Linked DNA regions of Mus musculus: region 2 is linked to region 1. A link is a contact called in public Hi-C data. All regions are on one chromosome and are shown on one strand. The core of a region is the stretch at or near the end of the contact, and the rest is flanking DNA. Distances in the headings are between cores, read along the strand shown. Region 1 overlaps Gm30504 (a long non-coding RNA gene). Region 2 overlaps Fam149a (family with sequence similarity 149, member A).

Region 1 (4,889 bases), core at 2,262-4,761:
TTCTCCATTATCTCTAAGTAGTGTCACAGGCTGGGATGGAGTCTTTGAACATGGGCCTTTGGGGAGACACCTCAGATCCAAACCGTAGTGGCCTCTGATGACTAAACTGTGATTTTCAAAATTAGATTTTCAGCGGCCAATATGCCTGCCTTCCAAAGGAGATAGAAACGCAGTGCACACAGAATGCTGGGTGACTGGATGGGGGTACACAGCACTAAGAGGTAACAAACCATGCCTTCTATCTCTGCTTTATTCTGAAGTCAAAGAACAGAGCTTAACCATTGCCTCTGTTTTCTATCTAGTCATATGGCCCAAACGTGAGTCAAGTCACCTACTCAATAACAGGAAGACTGATAACAAAGATCAATACATCTGATCAGAAACGTTAAATATGATTAAACCCCTCTAAAGACCATTTTAACTGGAGACTTTTAGTTTGGGACCTAACACTCTATGTAAAAGTTCTAGCCTGGTTTCTAATTATTTTGTCTGAAAAGAAATTCTACTTAGTGTCAGTTAATTTTGAACTTAATAACATTAATGAAATTATGTACACAATAGTAGAAACAATGTCTTCTTTATACTCCATACTTACAAAAATTACTTATGAATCAAGCTTAGTAATACCACCCCCCCCCAGGATTTGTATGTACAATTTTGGCTTTTAAATATAATTGTATATAAACCTATAGTAATTATTCCTCTAAAACACTAATATGACCCTTTTCAGGTGAAGTACAAAGTACTCTTCAGAAAGCCAAGGTTCCATTGGTGTCAAATGAAGAATGTCAGACAAGATACAGAAGACACAAAATAACCAATAAGATGATCTGTGCAGGCTACAAAGAAGGAGGGAAGGATACGTGCAAGGTAAGGCAGTCTCAAGCAATCAGTCATGCCAGATTGAAGTGAGAGCTTAATGCATTTGTACAAACCACTGTACCATTGAGCAGTGTCCGAGTGTGCTTCCTGTTGCTGTGATAAAACACTGACCAAACACAACTCAGGGAAGGAAAGGGTTTATCAAGCTTACAGGTTACACAGTCCACCATAGCGGAAAGTCAAGGTAGGCAGGAACTGCAGTAGAGACGGTGGAGGAGTGCTACTTCCTGGCTTCTGTTTAGTCTTGTGTTCCCTACTTTTCTTTTGTGACAATGTGGTTAACAATTAGCAGTGGAGAAAGTTCCCCACAGTCCAGGCTGATGGCAGAGGTGCCTCAGCTGTGTTCCCTCTTCCCAGGTGTGTGAGGTTGACAACTCAGATTAGCCATCGCAAGCAGATCACTTGGTGGGTTTATTTTAGGTAAACTAAACTCTACAGGAGGAAGGAAAGCTGGATAAAGGAGAACAATTGGATGTTTGGATGCTTGTGAGAGGGCCAGAATATTATGTAAAATTGCTGTGAGCAATACTTACTTAACTCAGGAAATGCCTACCATGATCCCGGCATGTGTCTTCTTTTTCTCCCCCTTTGACAGGGAGATTCTGGAGGGCCCCTGTCCTGCAAATACAATGGGGTCTGGCACTTGGTGGGCATCACAAGCTGGGGTGAAGGCTGTGGTCAGAAGGAGAGACCGGGGGTCTACACGAACGTGGCCAAGTACGTGGACTGGATTCTGGAGAAAACTCAAACAGTCTGAAAGAGTTCAACTGGTATCACTTTGTGGCCCTGGAAGATTATTCCATAGAAATGAGCTTGACGTCTCTGATGAAGACACTGGGATACTGACTCTTCCACTGTAACCAATTGAATGGCCTTGATGTACGTAAGAACACCCAGAAAGAAAACTATTATTTTCAGAATTCCTGATCTGGGAGAACCACTGGTTGTTTTCTGCATCCAGCTACTACTCAAGGAAACAAATACAGCAAGGAGATTTTAAAAATAAAAACACATCAGATATATAAGGAAAATATCAAGTAAGGGTGCTGTCTGCCTTTTTAGTCTCTGTGACAAATACCTAAAGTAGTTCACAAAAGGAAAAATTTCTTTTGCACACCTTTCCTCAGGTTTCAGCCTACGATCTGGTTGGCTGGCCCCATTGCTTTAGCCTGAGGTGAGGCAGAACCATATATCCATAGGAGGCTGTGGAGAAGGAGTCTGCTCAGTTCATGGTAGGCAGGAAGCAAATGGAAACAGGAATGTATTGGGGACACGAATGGTCCTTCAAGAATATACTGTCAATCATTTACTTCTTCCAGAGACATCCTGCTCCCTAACCTCCCTTTCCTTCCCAGATAACACCTCTGTCCTAGCTGGCCCCAAGAGATCAGGTAGAAAGGCAGAGGAAACCATATAAAGAGTTGTTAAGTGCAAAATCAAAACCAGAAGGAATGCAGACAGGAGCTCAAAATGTCCATTTATAAGAATCTTTTTTTTTCTCTGCCTATATGAATCCCCCTCCTGTATAAAGGACTGACTCAATTCAGTGATGGGTTTTGAGAAGTCTGTTTGTGTGTGTGTGTGTGTGTGTGCGCGCGCGCGTGTGTGTGTGTCTGTCTGTCTGTGCACATTCATGTTTAGGTATGTGCAGGTACCTGGTGGGGGCGATCAACCTTGCATTATTTCTCATGTGCCATCTACCCTAGCTTTTCAAAGACAGAGTGTCTTACTGGGATTGGAGACTTGGGCTAAGCTAGCTATCTAGCAAGTCCAGGGACCATTCTGTCTCTACCTCCCCAAACTGAAATTAAGAAGACATGCCATGGTGCTTAATTTAAACCTCTCTCTGTCTTTGTCTCTGTCTCTGTCTCTGTCTCTGTCTCTGTCTCTGTCTCGCTCTCTCTCCTTCCTCCTTCTCTCCCTCCCACTCTCTCTTTGGGTGTGCACGTGCGCATGTGCAAGTCATAGTGTGTGTGCAGGGCAGTGGACCATCTTCAGGAGTCAATGCTCTCCTTCCATCATGTAAGGTCCAGGGATGGACATTAGGTGTTCAGATTTGGTGACAAATGTCTGTACCTTCTTAGCCACGTCACAAGCCAGCTGTTCCGATTTCCTACAGATGCTGGGAATCAAATCTGAGTCCTCGGGGTTGCCTGGCAAGCATCATTACTGACTGAGCTCTCCAGTGGCCTTGTCAGTCTTCTCTCTGCATTTTCCCAAACTGGCTTGGACAAGCACCATTGCAGGTGTTAAGTGCACACTTCCTAATTTCCACATGGGCCGAGTATAGGAGGAGCAATTTTCCAGGAAGTGGTCCCTTGAAGACACACCGTACTGATTTGCTTGCCTCGGAAAGTATCTCAGCGTAGCCTGCACTCTTTTTGCAGTGTTAGGGGAAAGTACAGGTGGATGGAGATAAGGAAGACAAGCCAAAACCTACCAAGATCTGCCAGTGAGTGGGAGTTTACAAAGCTGAGTAATGAATGTGCTGGACGGAAATGTGTGTTGAAATCGTACATACTACGGGGGGGGGGGGGGGGGTGGATAATTTGGGAGCAAATGTGGTTTCAATAGAGGCTGCAGCCTCCTCAAACAGTTCTCTGTATTCTGAGTACCTGACTTTTGTCCTCACATGGGGCAATAATGTAGTATTTGGACTTTGTCCCCGTACTTTTCAGTCAGCGTTGATAACTATACAAGTTGTCCAAATGAAAAGTATTTATTGTGCCCAATTATGTCAGAGTGTCTTGTTGAGCTTGGGGAACTGAAGCGCCAGCCAATAAATTATGAAGGTTTCATAAGGTTTTCTGTTGATTTAGTACGAACCGAAGAGAGGAGCTGCACAAAATCTATACTTTCAAACAAAGATGACCATGACACAAAGGGTTCTAAGAAATGACAACGAAGAAGAGTTAGCAGAAGCTAAGAGAGTGGCATGGAAAGGAAGTGGCCCCAAGCAAGACAAAGCAAAGACAGCAAACAAGCAAAAGCCAGAGATCGATGTCACTGAAATGGCACGAGCAGGCTGGATTCAAAATGCTTCTAGAGTAAGACAGAATTGACATCAAATGGGGTCACAACTTCACAACCCATGAACAAGCAGCGCCTTTTATAACCTATTTATTACATTTCACATAGGAAATCTTTTATAACCTATTTATTACATTTCACATAGGAAATTGAGGAGGCATTGCTGTCTTCTCTGAGAAGTATTTAAGGAATGTTTTCGTCTTAATTTTTTTTCAGAACAAGTGCAACATCTTAATTCTGAATATCTAGTACCTAGAAAATGCTATGAGCTATAAGGAATAAGAAATTACGCTGAGCAGATTCACATCTCCACACCAACAAGCTGCGAATCTGTATACTTTCTGGCACTTTTCTCACTTAATCTTCTCTCTCCTGGAGCTAGCTCTGAGTCCCACAGACAAGCTTCCTCTGTCTGTTACACAACAATGGATTCCACCGAAGTATTTTTCTGCCTTGGCCTGTAGAATGTTATTGTTTCAAACTATGCATTAGCTGTTTCTCTGGTCCCTAAGACTCACCCAACGGAAGAACTTCAGAGAGGCTTCTAAGTCCAGTCTCCTGTAACTTGACCCCCAACACTGGGGCCTGGTGGCCTGGAACCAGATGGCAGGACAGGAAGACATGAACTACTTCCTCCAGGTGTTTCCCACCTCCTGAAGTTTCCAGAGCATCCTGCCACCATGAGAGGCCACCAAGCAGAGGCCTATCGTTCAGTTTGTAAATACTTCGTTATTTGGCCACTAGATGGTGCCTTTATACTTCTCCATTGCCATCAAAAATCCAAGCAGGTGGACAGAACATAATCTGCAGGTTGAAACAAATTCTCTGTGAATGTAATATCAGGAGCTATTAAATCAAACTGCTTCAATTCCAAGGTACTTGACTTTTCAAATACAATATAATTGTTGTAAATATCTACCCCTTAGCAATATAATTGTACATATCTACTCCCTAGCGAGCAGCCTTTTTATATCGTA
Region 2 (5,480 bases), core at 2,745-5,244, 100 kb before region 1:
AAGCAGGCCCGAATGGTGTTTGTAGTTCAGGGTCAAGAGGGACTTCAGTTATTTACTACTGAAGACCAGCAGTCTCAACCTCCCAGGACCCCTGAGATCTCTCAGACACGGAGCCACCAACCAGGCAGCCATACTAGCTCATATAAGGCCCCGACACAGAAACAGCAGAGGACTGCCTGGTCGGGCCTCAGTGAGAGAAGATGCACCTCACCCTTGAGAGACTTGAGACCCCAGGGAATGGGGAGGCCTGGCAGGGTGTGTGTGGGGGTGTGGGAGTGTGGAGACAGGCGCAGGGTAAGATGGAGAATAGGGGAGGAAGAATGGGATGAGGAACTGTCAGAGGGCAGAATGGGAGGGGGATAATGACTGGACTGTAAAAAAAGATTAAAGGCAATAATAATAAATAATAATAATAATAATAATAATTTGTTTACTATGGTGTAGCATCAAGTAGACACTCCTTGTTGGCTTCTGTTACAATTGCACGTTATTTATATATTCCATTTACTTAAACTGCTTGAGGCATTAAGTTTTGTGGAGTCTGCTGGGCTAGCTTTGCTCTCTAGCATACCCTTAGGATAACTCTTCTTTGCTTCTCCTGTTTGGAAGTGAATTTCGAAGTTGCCACGGCTTTCCATCTCCGATCCATCCCATGTAACGTTCCTTGGGCTGTCTCATATGAAGATGAATTCTATACAGATGGCTATACCCATGGTTTTATTTTATTTTTTTTAGTTATAATACTTTCCCAGGCTTTTAACAAAAGCAAGTGTTATCCATATAACAACGCTATCATGCATCGGCCTTTAAATCAAGAACAAATGTCAGCTAATTATGGATGCTGTAGACATGACCTTGCGCATGTACACTGTTTCAAATTACAAGAGGGTGCTGGCAGGGAATCACCAATGGGACTTTTCTTATAAAATGACTAAGTTCTCACAACTAAACCCCCAGACAGTTTAAAACGGCTTCTAGTACTGTTTTTTTTTTAAATTAATTAATTTACTTTTTTTACACTCCATATTTTATTCCCTGTCCCCCCACCCCCACCCGTTCAGCCTCCGACTGTTCCACATCCCATACCTCCTCCCCACCTCCCACCCCACCTGACCTCTAAACTCCCTGGGGCCTCCAGTCTCTTGAGGGTTAGGTGCATCATCTCTGAATGAACATAGACCAGGTAGCATACACCAGCTGATATGAGGCCCCCAACACACCTACAGTAGAGGACTATGGCTTTATTTTTAAACTGCTACGTTGTTACACTAGCTCCTCTCACTAGCTAAGATTCTGTCCTTTGCTGCCTGCTGGTAAGGGCACCTTACTTACACTACAGCTCCAGTTTGAGCTGTCTCCCTCTACTGGCCGCTATGGGTACTGCATGCATTTGATACCGTCAGGTATCAAATCCATGAATAGCTCTGGTATCGCTTGGTGATGGTATGTACCATTCTGCTTTCAGTTTCCTCAGCTCCATCGCTTCTCCAGCAACTTCTACAGTGACTTGAGCGGTGTGATGACGATTCAAGCCAAACCACTCCAGCAGAGACCCACTTATTCTGCAGATAGAACACAGTAAGTGTTAAGGAAGAATTACCCTGCATGCAAGGACAAAAACAGATTCTTTTATTATCAGCCACAGAGTTATCACTACTGAGTACTAGGTTAGAAGAGACGAAGAAACGGGAGCAGAGATGTGAGTTCTTTATCCTTTGAGCTTCATTATTGGACTACTAACCCTTTCCCCTCTGCTCTTCACTGACACAGCAGTAGAGAGGTCCGTTCCTTCAACATATTCTCCAAAGAGAGTGGAATCTGTGTGCCATTGTGCTTCCTACTCTAGCAAACTTAGGTACGAGTAACTAACGTGATTTTCCTTCCCCAGAAATGACCAAGATGACAAACTGCCTGGAGGAGGGGTCGGAGCATCTTCCCGGCACCGACTTGGCCGAATTCTAGATGCCCGAGGGCCACAGACTTCAGTCAAGAAGACACCAGTGCACAGGAGACTGCCTTCAATTGCCTCAGACCCACAGAGGCTGAAAACCCCCACTGTCTACAGTGATGAAATTCTGAGAGGAACCAAACTGTAAGTCTTTGTTTCGTTCTTGGCAGTGTACAGCTGGAAAGGCCAGGGGTGATTGTCTCTTAGGGTTAATGGCTCAGGAGAAAGGACCTTCCATCAGACTTTACACCAGATTTTTCTAATGGGTTCCTGTGTTTGATTTTGCTCCTGCAGTGTAGGTAGTAGACAGTTACCTACACTGTTGGAAGCGAAGCAAATGACCTCAGCTTAGGCAACTCGGAAAGTTAAACTGAAGGTGGAGTGAGCTTGGATTAAATGTAGTGGCCCCATCTGTAAAACTGATAATTAGTGCTTCTAAATTACAAAATGCTTTTTTTAATTGAAAGGTTTTAGCAAGGCAATGCACAATCATGCTTTGGACAATGATGCTCCAATAGACTGCAGAGCAAAAATGTATGACAGCAATTGCATTGACTCTTGGCAGCAGAGCTGCTTGTGTAGGTCCACAGTGTGGTGTTTATGCAATGACAGGATGGCCTGCGGATGCATTGCTCAAAGTATCCCCATCATTAAACTACAGCTGGGTTATATAAAAAATGCTTAATACAATACGATAGGATACGATATGATACAATACAATACAATACAATACAATACAATACAATACAATACAATACAATACAATACAGGGCCTAGAGAGGTGGCTCAGTGGTTCAGAGCACTGGCTACTCTTCCAGAGGACAGGGAATCCACTCCCAACATCCACAGGGCACCTTACTTACACTATGGCTCCAGTTTGATCTGATGCTCTCTTCTGACGGCTAGGGGTACTGCATGCATTTGATACCTGCAGGCAAAACATTCATAAACTTGAAAGAAAGTAAATCGCTTTTACATAGAAAATAACATTAGAGGCTGCAAGGAGCATCCTGCTGACCTGCTTGTTTGTCAGGAAATATCTTAATAACAGCTGTCTGTTGACTTTTAAAATGATCTAACATCCAAGTAAACTGTACTATATAGTTTTTTCTATACTAAAAACTTATGTTACCTCCAAGTCTAAAATGAGGAAACAGGCTGAAAGAAGTTGAAAATGTCTTTGTTACAAAACATCAGGGCACTAGGAAGCTCAACTTGGGACCTGCCAGCTGGTGCCCCAACTTGGAGTCCACTTCCTGGACCAAGTGCCACAGGCTCCACTGATAAACCAGAGACTGTAGAGAGGCAGCCCTCAGGTCCCGGCAGGAGCTGGGGGCAAGATCTGCTGCCAGCAGTTGGTCAGTTGAACTTTGCAGAAAGCATCTATAGCACCTGTCTTAGTTACTTTTCCGTTGCCATGAAGAGACGTCATACCAAGGCAAATTACAAAAGGAAACATTTATTATGGCTCATGGCTCCAGAGGGTTGGAATCCGTGATTGTCTTGGCAGGAGACAGGCAGGCAGGCAGGCATGGTGCTAGAGCAGTGGTAGAGAGCTTACGTCTGGTCCATAAACACAGCATGAGACAGAGATGGATGCAAAAGCATCACTTTGACATCCTAGCATCAAATCGATGAAAAAAAAAATGTAGAGAACAGGTTTGGTTTCTTCCTGGTGGCTAGCGTTCTCCCACCAGACAACAGTCTCTCACGAATTCCACATTGCCCTTTAGTATCTTCCATATTAATATTCAGGATCTCTCACAGCACCTGGCTGTATGCTGAATCCCACTGCATTGCACGAATCTCACTCTCACTGTCAGATCCAAGGGGAGGATCTGTCCTGAACACCTCTCCTACACACTACTCAACATCTCTGGCCACTCAGGAGATATGAGGTTGATATTACTGCTAACCACTTAGGTCAGCATGAGTGGAGCTCGTTGCCCTAGCTTCGTTTCTGACATGCAGCAATGCAGCTTGCTGTCCTGAGCACTGTTTTGGAAGCCGTTGCACTCAGAAGCTTAGATTGCGCCCTTCCCTTCTGTGTACTCTGGTGTTCAGTTGTTATGTTGTTGTCTTTACAGGCAAACTGGCATTGACTACCTGCCTTCCCCAGCAGCAGTGCAAACCTCCCGGAGCCGGTTACCCCCAATAGGCTCTGAGACTGGGGAGCCCAACACGGCAGCCTCAGGGTCCCGCCCTGTTTCTGTAAGACCAGTTGCGTTATAATTGTAACCATTTATGTAGTCTGTGGGAAAACAATCTTGGCACATCCAGAAAAGTGAGTCCTCCGTAAGGGTGACCTAGTTAGCTGTATTCTACGTGCCTTCCTAATCTGCTTCTAGAAATAAAGTGGCCTACAAGGCTGATACACTGTTTCATGAAGTAAAATCTCAGCTTGATCTAAACTAGAAAGTCCAGGTGCAAAGGAAAGACCAGAAACTGGCTGGTGTAGTTAGTAAACAGAAGAGCTCAAAGGGCAAGAGGCAGGCAGCTCTGCGCTTCAGTGTGGCCACACAGAGCCGGAGATTTGACAAGTTACTTCAGGGACCCTTTCTTCTTTAGAAGAGAAACAGCCATCCCTTTATCCAGGAGTCCTTATAAGCATTAGACACATTCATAAATTTTAAATGCCTGGCACAAATTAAGAGCTCAGTAAATTATGATGTCCTTTATATCTGCTTCATAGCTAATCTTTTACAGCTAATCTTTTCTGTGCTTGAGCAGGGCAGAACCCCAGCCCAGCTCAGCCATTCAATTGTAGGCCTGGGAAAAAGTGCTGTTGGCAGAGTGTGTATCCAGGCCTCTCCCAGGCTTACAGTGACCCCTCTCTTACTCTGATATAGGGAACTTGTATACGCAGGACAGAGGGGTCCTGCTTATAGGAACATAAAGCAGAAAGGGAGAAAACCAACTATGTTTGTCTCTCACACATCAATAGGACCCTTTCCAGAAAGCAAGCCCCTATGGAGCTAAGCTGTTTAATCCTGGGACAAAGTAATCAATGATGACAGCTGTCACATGAACAAGTCCGATGCTTCAAAAATGCACTATTTATTTCTCTGGATCTCATTTACCCCCTGTTGTATTACAGTTTTGCTAAATTTAGTGATGTGAATACATACTCAACACACAGACTCAGGTTTAGATGTTTCCATAGCAAACCTTAACACAGCTAGCAATGTGTCAATGAAAATGTTTGATTAAGTGTGTGATCGACTACATGAATGAATGATTGGAACATTTATAGGTCGCTTTTTGTTGTCCTAAGAATTGTGTTTCTTCTTAAGAAGAACATATTATCTCCCACTTAGTACAGGGGAAGGCACCCACAAAGCCGTGTGTTCAGCGCAATGCCTGACAGCATCGAACGGTCACCCCTTCGAGAAAGGACCATTGTATTGGAACAGCTTTCAAGGCCCAGCACAACACACACATTCCGGGTAGGTGCTGTGTTAGCTCTGATTTCAGTTTTAAATAAGAATTGAAAACGATACAATTCATCCCTCTGATTCTTTTTCCTCTTTCT

What was found. Hi-C and Micro-C count contacts between places; a contact is called where the count stands out from the background.
Region 2: a Hi-C map of liver shows a contact between it and region 1, with 3 times the contacts expected there. The contact joins two enhancer-like sites. A contact is called at or near these places in 1 of 39 promoter capture datasets (epiblast stem cells), 4 of 484 Hi-C or Micro-C datasets (the AtT-20 cell line, brown adipocytes, embryonic stem cells and 1 more) and 2 of 115 datasets of contacts at active chromatin or transcription factors (embryonic stem cells and fetal liver).

Annotation. Positions count from the first base shown.
Region 1 is chr8:45,238,198-45,243,086 of GRCm38.p6, reverse strand. The region is part of intron 3 of Gm30504 (a long non-coding RNA gene); the gene reads right to left. F11 (coagulation factor XI) reads left to right here. Exons shown (of 15, transcript NM_028066.2): 13 at 126-221; 14 at 731-870; 15 at 1,478-1,919. The coding sequence ends at 1,639. Among named protein-coding and RNA genes, the nearest start is that of F11, 21 kb to the left of the region's middle. Within about 2 kb of position 3,511, at least 3 of the 459 cell types and tissues checked have an H3K27ac peak or open chromatin away from gene starts, as enhancers often do. A contact at or near this core is called in liver, where this site is marked.
Region 2 is chr8:45,341,070-45,346,549 of GRCm38.p6, reverse strand. It overlaps Fam149a (family with sequence similarity 149, member A), which reads left to right. Exons shown (of 14, transcript NM_153535.2): 9 at 1,466-1,578; 10 at 1,889-2,092; 11 at 4,036-4,159; 12 at 5,266-5,394. It overlaps Gm30504 (a long non-coding RNA gene), which reads right to left. Exons shown (of 4, transcript XR_870401.2): 4 at 2,814-2,876. Among named protein-coding and RNA genes, the nearest start is that of Cyp4v3, 11 kb to the right of the region's middle. Within about 2 kb of position 3,994, at least 9 of the 459 cell types and tissues checked have an H3K27ac peak or open chromatin away from gene starts, as enhancers often do. A contact at or near this core is called in liver, where this site is marked.